Regions from separate parts of the Mus musculus genome. Here region 2 is linked to region 1. Evidence: chromatin contacts called from public ChIA-PET data. All regions are on one chromosome and are shown on one strand. The core of a region is the stretch at or near the end of the contact, and the rest is flanking DNA. Distances in the headings are between cores, read along the strand shown.

What was found. ChIA-PET counts read pairs in DNA pulled down with a chosen protein or histone mark.
Region 2: an SMC1A ChIA-PET map of the G1E-ER4 cell line shows a contact between it and region 1, with 23 read pairs. The contact joins two enhancer-like sites. A contact is called at or near these places in 1 of 15 datasets of contacts at CTCF or cohesin (the G1E-ER4 cell line) and 2 of 484 Hi-C or Micro-C datasets (the G1E-ER4 cell line and adipose-derived mesenchymal stem cells).

The regions. Positions count from the first base shown.
Region 1 is chr11:111,684,964-111,690,294 of GRCm38.p6, forward strand. No RefSeq gene overlaps it. Among named protein-coding and RNA genes, the nearest start is that of Gm30219, 29 kb to the left of the region's middle. Within about 2 kb of position 2,923, at least 59 of the 459 cell types and tissues checked have an H3K27ac peak or open chromatin away from gene starts, as enhancers often do. A contact at or near this core is called in the G1E-ER4 cell line and adipose-derived mesenchymal stem cells, where this site is marked.
Region 2 is chr11:111,772,472-111,777,802 of GRCm38.p6, forward strand. No RefSeq gene overlaps it. Among named protein-coding and RNA genes, the nearest start is that of Gm30337, 27 kb to the right of the region's middle. Within about 2 kb of position 2,045, at least 7 of the 459 cell types and tissues checked have an H3K27ac peak or open chromatin away from gene starts, as enhancers often do. A contact at or near this core is called in the G1E-ER4 cell line and adipose-derived mesenchymal stem cells, where this site is marked.

The DNA.
Region 1 (5,331 bases), core at 1,673-4,172:
CCTAGGGACCCACTGGTGGAAGAGAATGAAGCAATTCTTGCAAGCTACGCTCTGATCTCCACTCACATGCTATGGCACGTGCATAGGCTCACCACATAAATAAATAAATAAATAAATAAATAATCATTACGTTTTTTAATAAAGAAAAATTAAAACACAGGATATGTATCATGGTAAACAACAATAATCTTACACTCTTGGGGGGTTTTTTGTTGTTTCTTTTTGTTATTTGTGTCTTTAATGAATTACAGTGGGTATTTTATGTTACTTTTATAACAATGAAATACATAAATGTTCTTTTAAAGAGAATAGAAGGTGGCTTGCTGAGAACTATACTTGCGATTTCATAATTTTACTATGCAAAGGAAACCGTTTTCTCTTATTAATATTACAATCGTGGCAGTAGACATAAATATGTTCTGTGTTTAATTTGTAAGACCAATAAAATTTACAATGTCTAAGGAGAATTATGAAGTCAGTCTGTAATACAATTTATTTCTTTTTTGAATAACACAGTAAATATTCACATAGAGGATTGAAACATTTTAATGTCAATTACAGAACTCAAACAAGTCTGTTGTAACTGCTACCAGAGATGAAAATAATCAAATGTTTTACAACAATCAGCTTATATCAAGAGCTGGTTCCTTTGGCTGAAAACATATGTTGATTACAGGTGACCGAGTACACCTTTGTTTTAATCAAATTGCAATAGACCAGGGATCTAGCAAATGTCTAGAGAAACCAGAAATGACAGCGTAAATTGAGTCCCAAGCTTTACCCTCAGACTACCTTTGAACATGTCGTTGATCTCAGCTCTGGCAAAGAAAGTCTCACCAAATGAATTCAATTTAATTTCTGTAATCTGTGAATTCATGGAGTGAATGCAGGTGAGGTTATTTGTTTTCAATGAGCCATTTAATATCATGGAGGGGTTTTGTAATTTCTAATTAATTTCTGCCCTCAGCTGGCCGATTGATTAATAACCCATGGGGAATGAGCCGCCAGCCACTTTCCCCTCCCAGGTAATTACTACCCAAGTAAGAACGCCACATTCAAAATCACTAAAACCGTATTAAACATCATTAAAGCCATATCAAGTGCGAGCAAATGATGATGGCAAGGAATGGTCCGACAAGTTCCAGTTCCTATTGATTAATTAGTAAAATTTATGTCACAAGCATTGCAAACCTATCTTTAAAAAAAATAATCGAGAAAAAGAGCTGTGATTTTTATTGAAGCTACTTCAACTATCCAAACAGATTTTTTTTTTCTTTTTGGTCAGCAGAATATAATATAAGCCTGTGCAAGAGGACTGCTATATTTAACTCAGACAAACACATAACAAATCACTATTCCGTAGTGCGAAGGCACACCTCACAGGCTCCGTTTTCTTCCTTTTTTTCCTTTCTCTCTCTCTCTCTCCCTCTTTTTTTTCTTTCCTGGGGCCTGGATATAAGACCACAGCCATCTAAATAATCCTCCAGAAATAAACCAATGAAATCGTGAGTCCTACAACAGACAGGGTATTATACCTGCTGCTGGTAAATGTTTCCATAGCCCCAACCACCTTTCCAGTAAAAATTTTGTCCCCAGGGGAAAGTCAGCAACTAAGATTTTTTTTTTAACTACTTTTCTGCAACAGAAAAGTTTGGGGCAATTGAACCTTTATGAATTTTAATATTTATGGCTATTATTTTACTTAAAGAATTACCCACCCATCAAGTTTATTGTGGAAATTTTACTACTGTATTACCATATATACATAAATAAAATTCTTCTGAAAATTTAGATGATTAACTATGAGACTTCTTCTTAATGAAGTAAATAAATTAAAAATGATTTTCTTTCCATAGATTATTTTTTATTTTCATATTTATTTCATGAGTATTTCAATTACATGAATATAGGAGGGTAAGAGTCCTTTGTAGAAAAAAAAATCGGTTAATTGCTTACAGAGTGAACCTGTATGGATTGTCAAGGTCCATTTAGATTAGACTCTTAGAGGTTGGACTGTTTGGACCTTGCTAAGCATGGTAGCATGGGCCTCTAATCCCAGCACTCAGATTCACACAGAAGGATTGCCTTGTCTTCAAAGTCAGTTTGAACAAAATGAACCACTAAACCTTGAGCATCAAACCTCAGCTTGTCTGTTTTACCCTTAATAAGAGTGTCTCCCCCTGTACTGCGGTAAGAGTGGAACCCAGAACCTTGCACATACTCAGCAAGTGCTAGGCCACTCAGCTGTGTCCAGTGATTATTTGCTTTTTGTTTTGAGACAGTTTCTTAGCTGCCTGGAATGTTTGTAAGCCACTCAACCAGGCAGACCCCGGATTATCACATCCTTCCTCTGTCGCCCAATGGTAATTATTTCTCAATAAACTTGCAACTCAAGAACAAATCTTCAGTAAAGATAGGATTTTTACTGCAGATTAAATTTGGCCTTTGATACTAGAGGCTCTGTTGTCACACATGAAAGACAGGGCATAGCGACAGTGAACTGTTTCCTGAAGTTTGGTAAGAATATAAATGTTACAATAGTTCAAAGGAAACATTATGGTAGCTGCCAAACTCTAAGATGCAGATGAACCCTTTACCTAACACAAAGGTCTGTGGAATCTGCTTAATAGCCATTTATGTTTGTATGTCAGAGGAATACATATGTATACATACATATATATATTTGTATGTATATATGTGCGTCATTGTTTATTTTTGAAACAACTTTAGAGAATTTGTTTTCTAAAGTGCCTAGAGCAAGCATAGGAACAATTACTGGGGAACAGAAAAACAGTAGACTCCGGCTAATGCCTGCTAATTTAACTATTTCCACCTAGCCAAACTCTGCTAAGCTCGATAACCCACAAACAGACTGAAGTTTACAGAACAAAATCCCTCACAGCAGCGCTTGCCTGTGTCTGATAAGCAGGGTATGAAATGTAGGGCTGAGCCCAGGCACCCAAGTTTTATGTCACAAAAAGACTAAGTAAGCCACAGAGGGAAAGATAAGATCTAAACGGCAAACAAGGGTGTGCCTTCCTGATTATTCAGAGTGGAGAGGAAACATTGTGTGTTAGGGAATTATGAACTGATCTCTGAACTTAATGAGCAAGCCTGCCATTCTAGACTGTGGCATGACTTTGGGAGGTCATAAAAAAATTACACTTCTCCTGGCTTTCTCCAGTGACTCTCACATGCAATTATTATGAAATGAGTTTTCTCTTACAAGGAAATGATTGTCTCTCAAAATCATCCTCCATAATAGTAACAAACAATATAAAGCTGGCGATCAAAAGGAAAATATGCTTTTAATCCCTAGTTATCCCAAGAAGCACGGTTTGAGGAAATGACTTAACTGTAGTTTTAAAATTGTATGTATTATCAGTGTGTGTGTGTGTGTGTGTGTGTGTGTGTGTGTGAGCATGCATATATGTTGTACACCAGTATACATGTAGAGGTCACAGGACAACCTTGTGGGGGTCAGTTTGCTGCTTCTACCTTCATGTGGTTGTGAAATTCAAGCTCAGCCTGCCAGACGTGCATGTGAGACATCTTGTTGGCACAATTACGTGTTTTTGTTGGAGATTTGTAATAGCTTGTGGGTCTGTGCATAGGGGAAGAACATGGCAGCAAAAGAGAAAAGCACGTATCCTAGCCTGAGCTGGTGTCTGTGGTGATGCATACACATTCCTCATAACAGTATCATGAGGTTTGGAATCTGATATTTTATATCAACAATGGTTGCTACATAGTTATCTCAGCTCCTTTGGGATTCATGTTCTTTCTCATCTGTAGGAACTGCTAAGAGTTGCCACAGCTTCCCTGGTGGTAGCACAGATGTTGTCTGGCAGACAGAGACAGAGGCTTACAGGACAGTCTCAAGAACGACCAGAGTCAACCTGAACAGACATATACAGATGCTTGGAATTCTCTCACTGTATTTTATAAAGATTTATTTTTACTTCTCTCTCTCTGTCTCTCTGTCTCTCAGTCTCTCTGTCTCTCTCTCTCTCTGTCTCTCTCTCAGTCTCTCTGTCTCTCTCTGTGTCTCTCTTTCTCTCTCTCTTTGTGTGTGTGTGTGTGTGTGTGTGTGTGTGTGTGTGTGTGTGTGTGTGTGTGTGTGTGTGTAAGAGAGGGGACATATGTACAATGCCCTTGAAGGCCAGAAGAAGGCATTAGATCCCCTGGAACTAAAGTTACAGGTGGTTGCCAGCCTCTGTGTAGGTGTAAAGAATCAAACTAGGGTCTTCTGCAAAAGCAATAAGCACTCTTAACCCCTCACCATTACTTTTAAGTCCCTGTCACTATTTATTAATTTGATGGTAGATGTGTCCTCATCTGAATTATGCAAATACAGGTGGAAGTTTTCTATGCAGTTGCACAGAGAGTTCTTTGCATTGTAATTAGGCTAAGTGGGTGATAGCCCTGCTCAGGTCTTCTTGAGTTCTGAAAGAAAAATGCTAACTTCTTCAACTAGAATTGAGACTCTCTCTCTCTCTCTCTCTCTCTCTCTCTCTCTCTCTCTCTCTCTCTCTCTCTCTCTCCATCTTTGTCTTCTGTCTGTGTATTTTGAAGACAATATTTACAAAGATATTTATTTTATTTCGGTTATGCTGTTTTTATTTATAAGAGTGCACACATGTTTGTTAGTGTTGTGCAAGTGAGTGCTGGTATTCCGGAAGTCCAGAGATCCCTAGAACTGGAGTTACAGGGAAATGTGAGCCACCTGAAGTCAGTGCTGGGCACCTGCTCAGGTCATCTGCCAGAGCAAGCAGACATCTGTCAGCGGCTGAGCCACCTCTCCAGGCTTCAAGATGCATATTTTTTATGTAATAAAATATTTTGTAATAATTCATTAAGAATTTCATATAATATATTCATGTATTTTACTATATGCATAATATGTATTTAACCTACCGAATTATTTGTTAAATCTTGAATTTCAATATGCATACACTTACTATCTCAAAATCTAAAATAACTTGGATTCTGAGCCATTTCTCCCTAAGCCTCTAACATAAGAGCTACTCACCCTGTGTTTAATGCTGTTGCTGAAGTGTCAAGTGGCCAATGTTCTCTCAGTACTCTGACACAGGGTGTCAGTTCAATTGCCTTCCTTCCTTGGAGGGACTTCCCCGTCCACGATTTCATAGTTACTCATTTTTTACTTTTGTTCTTATTTCCATTACCCTCAGAAAAATGCATGGCTTTCATTCTTATTCTTGAATTAATTCATTAATTTTATAGCCAGCATGGGTGTGAAACCTTTTCTACTTTTTCTATATCTTTGGCTGAAGCAGATATCAAATATTGGTGTTAGTGTATTATCTT
Region 2 (5,331 bases), core at 795-3,294, 87 kb after region 1:
TGAAAACTGTAAATCCTACGAAAGCTTTTGAATATGGTAGAAATCCATCTGCACCACTAATCTGCTTGCCACACAATCATGAGTTTAAAGCTCTAGCATCCACAGAGTAAGAGCCACAGACGCCTGTAACACCAGTGTTGGGAGAAAAGAGACAGGCAGACCCCCAGAAATCACTGAAATCACTGGCTAGCTGGCCTAGCTGCATTAGTGATTTCTTGGGTTGTAATGTGAGATGCCGTCTCAATAGTAAAGTGCAAACAACCGAGGAAGACAGTCCACATCAAGATTGGGTCTACTCATTAATTTATGCACACATTACATGTGACTCACAAACAGTAGTGCACACACTCATGTAAACATAAACAGGTATATTCACCACTGCCATGCATCCTACACACACACCCCCAAACATGCATGCACACGCATATGTACACACACACACACATGCACACACACTTGCACACATGATGTACACATGCAACACACATGCAATGCACATATATCACATACATATAAACAGAAATACATAACAAAAAAAAACATGAAATGAAGGCCAGAAAGAAGCAAAAATTAGCAGGATTTATATATTAAATCACATTCTAGAGTACCATTGCCAAAAAAACATTTAAGCCCTTTTTCTTATCATACTACTGTATTTACCTGCACAGGACATTTAAATAATATATACATGTTCATTTACCCTGTTGTTGCCAACATTGCTTTTAGCATTTTTTTTAAGCCATCTTGGTAAAATCCCTGTTCTTCTGCTCTATAGCATTCATTATCAGGGATATATATCATATTTGGCTTCCTGGTTTTCCTTATCACACAAACAGTTCAGAATATATAGATTTATCCATTTCAAAAATGTTAAAACCATTCATACACAACTGTACTGGCTAGTTTTGTGTCAACTTGACACAGCTGGAGTTATCACAGAGAAAGGAGCTTAGGTTGAGGAAATGCCTCCATGAGATCCAACTGTAAGGCATTTTCTCAATTAGTGATCAAGGGGGAAAGGCCCCTTGTGGGTGGTACCATCTCTGGGCTGGTAGTTTTGGTTCTATAAGAGAGCAGGCTGAGCAAGCCAGGGGAGGCAAGCTAGTAAGGAACATCCCTCCATGGCCTCTGCATCGGCTCCTACTTTCTGACCTGCTTGAGTTCCAGTCCTGACTTCCTTGGTGATGAACAGCAGTATGGAAGTGTAAGCTGAATAAACCCTTTCCTCCCCAACTTGCTTCTTGGTCATGATGTTTGTGCAGGAATAGAAACCCTGACTAAGACCAATACCAATGTATCACCTTTATACTATTTTATTTACAAATAACTTTTATCTGTTTGGTAATGTTGGCAGCCACTTCTATTTCATATCTTCTTAAAATTATCCAAAGTCATTCTTGGAGTTTAAAAGAGGTATATAATTGTACAATCTCTTTTTTCTCCATTATAAAGCATTTTGACTCCCTTGTTACTGGGGTGCCATCCATCTATAGTATACACACTCTTGTTAACAGGTTTGTTTGGTGTTTTCTTATTGTTACTGTTGTTTTGACTATTGTTGTTGTTGTCCAAAATCACAAAATTCCAATGATACTACAACCAGAAAAATCACTCTTAAAGTGAAACCTGTGGGCAATCAGAAACAGCACTGATTCTCTTTTATATGTGCACATTTTGAGTTCTGGTTCCACGAAATAGGGTTTTGCAATGACAGAAAAGGTCCAGGCCTAGAAGGGAGGAATCTCAGATTTCTGGTTCTGAGAGGCACTGTGGATCACAGAGATTATGATGGCTATATATAGTTTCGAACTGCATCTGTATTTTCTCCTTAGTGACAATAACTGAGTGCCTTTCTTCCTATTGTTTATTGCTGTCTTTTAACCACAGGCCCTGAAAACATCAGTAGGCCAGTGTGTGTGTGTGTGTGTGTGTGTGTGTGTGTGTGTGTGTGTGTGTGAGTGTGTGTGTTTGAGATATACCTTATCTTTTAAACACACTGCATTTTAGAGAAAGGTTCTCCCTCTGGGTCAAGAGTTCACTGGCTGATAAGAAAACCTCAAGAGTCCTCCAGCCTCTATCTTCTTAACCCTGAAATTACAAGCACACACCATCATGCCTGATTTTTTTTCTTTTTTTACAAAAGTTTTGTGGATTGACACTTGAATCTCCATGCTTGCTCAAGGCAGCAAGAATTTCTTTAAGCATCTCGTCCCCAGACTCCTGATGTTTTTGGTATAAATTTTTCTGAAGCTCTTCAGCACACATCAGGATATTATTCCCTTTCACATAGTAATCATAAATTGTTAAGGATTTTTATGTGTTTATTATCTTTGCCAATGTTCATTACTTTCTAAATGATGGAGAATTTCTGTAGAGTAGACATATGTGTCTCCTTTATGCATGGTTGTAGCTCCAGATATCTGCTTCATGCTTTAACTATGTCATTTAATAGTGCCTTCAATAATCTGCACGGCCAGGGTTAAGTGCAGAATATAGAGTGGATCAGTCAAAGAATGCAGTAAAGAATGTTTTCTGGAACTTCAATAGTTCCCAAAGCAGTCAGGAGAAACCTCAACCTACGTCAGACTCTAATATTTATTAGGAACATAACCCTGATGTGGTCACTTTCACTTGGTTGCTGTTCAAGTGCAGTGGACCAAGATTGGAAATGACTAAATTTCATTCACATGGCTAGTCATGAAGGTGAAAAAGGAAATCAGAACCCTGGAGATAAAAGAATGGAAGCATGGAAATATTTCAGGACCCATTGTTTGATTTTTATCCCCTTACTAAGAAGTGAACCTGGGCCTGTGAGATCATTCAGTAGCCTCAGCAGGGAGTGATGCTTGCCCCCAAGCCTAAAAAACGAATTCAATCCCAAAGACCCCCATAGTAGAAAGAGAAGACTAACTCAAGAAAGTTGTCCTCTGACTACCACGTATGTGCAGGTATACACACATATTTGTTGTGGACACATAGTTGTCCTCTGACTGCTTATATGTGCAGGCATGTGCACACATATGGATAAATAAGCATAACAAAGTATGTTTACAGTGAATGCATTGCTGACTATGTTTCAAATAGATATTTAGATTATGCGACTATGATGAGGAAATAACATACATCAAAAATTATTTACTTACTAACTCTCAGGGAACTTGAGACTCTGTCACATAGTTGTAGCAATCACATCCCATTTTTTTTTTTATCAAATCTACATAAACTCAATAAAACTACCTTTGCATACTGAACAGATGTGGCATGTGACACAACATTCTTAAATGATTCAACCAACAGAAGGAACAACCCGGGAATAGGCCCTTGGAAGGAGCCTTAAAAGGCCAGAAGGTTGTCATTAATAGTGTGACAGGGCTGTGCATGAAGGAAGTGCACCTCGAACTATGTTCTTCCAGAAGGATTGCATTCCTGGGTAAGATGAGTGACTGCTAACACCAACTCAACACCAGCACTGTCATATCAAGCGTTCCAGAGCTCATTCATTCTCTCGGTTAGAAGCATGTTCTCTCAGCTAAACACAGCCACAGGGATCCTTCTGTATAAGGAAATCACAGTAATGTGCAACCAGGAGGTAAAAGTAAACACACCAAACAAAAACCAATCCAAACCAAACCAAACCAACCAACCAACCAACAAAAGGAATATTGGTTTACTGCTCTATAGAAAGATTTGGTTTGATTTTCCCAATAGTTTGTATAATTATGATTATATTTACATTATATATCCATTGCACAGACACACATATATATATACACATACATATATACATATATATGTGTATATATGCATATATGCGTGTATATATACATAAATGTATATATACACATAAATGTGTATATATATGTATATGATGTATATAAATGTGTGTATACATATATATGTATATGTGTATATGTATATATGTGTGTATGTGTGTATATATATATATATATATATATATATATATATATATATATATGCCTTGTGTCCTACCTATGTACCCATTTCCCGCACTCCTTGTCTCTGTGTACCATTACAGAGTCACATTTCTTTATATTTATTTGTATATTTTATTTATATGAGTACATTGTAGCTGTCTTCAGACACACCAGACTAGGACATCGGATCCCATTACAGATGGTTGTGAGCCACCATGCAGCTGCTAGGAATTGAACTCAGGACCTCTGGAAGAGCATTCAGTGCTCTTACTGGCTGAGCCATTTCTCCGGCCCCAGAGTCACACTTCTATTTTCATGTCATATATGCAATTAAAGGTTTTATGTATCTGTACAAAAATCTATGAACCGTAAGTAAAAGAAAACACAATATTCATCTTTCTGAGATTGATTGAATTTATTTAATATGAGCATCTCCAATTGGATCCATAACTTTGTACTTCATTCTGGCTAAAAAACGAAACTCTGTTGTTTGTAACCCACATTTTCTTTATTCATTCCTCTGTTGATGCTTGGTTCCACACCATAGCTGTTATAAATAGAGACACCTTAAACATGGATATACACGTGTTTCTTATATACTGGAGACCTTTGGATGTATAAGGAGCAGTAGTAAAACAAGACTAATATGCTAGATCTATGTTCAGTTTTTTGAGCAAGCTCCATATTGACTTCTGTAGAGGGTGGTTCCATCTGCATTATAACCTCACAGCATAAGGTAACTCCTGTCCACAGCTTATCAGCATTTGTTGTTACATATTTTCTTAATAACTGCTATTTTGAAATGTATCATTATCATAACTCCAGTGTAGAAGTGGTGTCCAGATTTCTGCTATGTTGCTAATTTTTGATATGAGACATTCTTATTAGAGTTGAGGGAATGTGCTTGTATCACTTAGGTGCACACACCAGAAGCCAGTGCAGGCTCAAGGTGAACACAGAGACTCGTGGTACCCCAAATGGCTCTCTATCTGACTTCAGCTCTCTTCCACTTCTTCAACTAGAAATATTGCTGAGGGCTTGTTAAACACACAAAAGCCATGGCTTTTGACCATCTTGCAAGCAAAAGAAACACCATTTTAAACTCCTTTGAAAACGTTCTCTTCTTTCACATTAAGAGGCTGCCACACGAACAGAACGTGCCATAAATAATGTGTGCTAACATTTTCCAAAAACTGGACATCAATTAACGTTAATTTATGAGAACACTTCTTGAGAGGAGCACAGTTCAGACTCATAACTACTGAAAAGGCTCATTAATAGAAATGTGTAGGGAGAGGGTTTTTTTCTTCTTCTAAAGGGAACATTAAAGTAAACACATATCATTGCAAGGAAGGCTCATGATTTATTGCAAACTCAGTGGAAAGGAGACTTTACG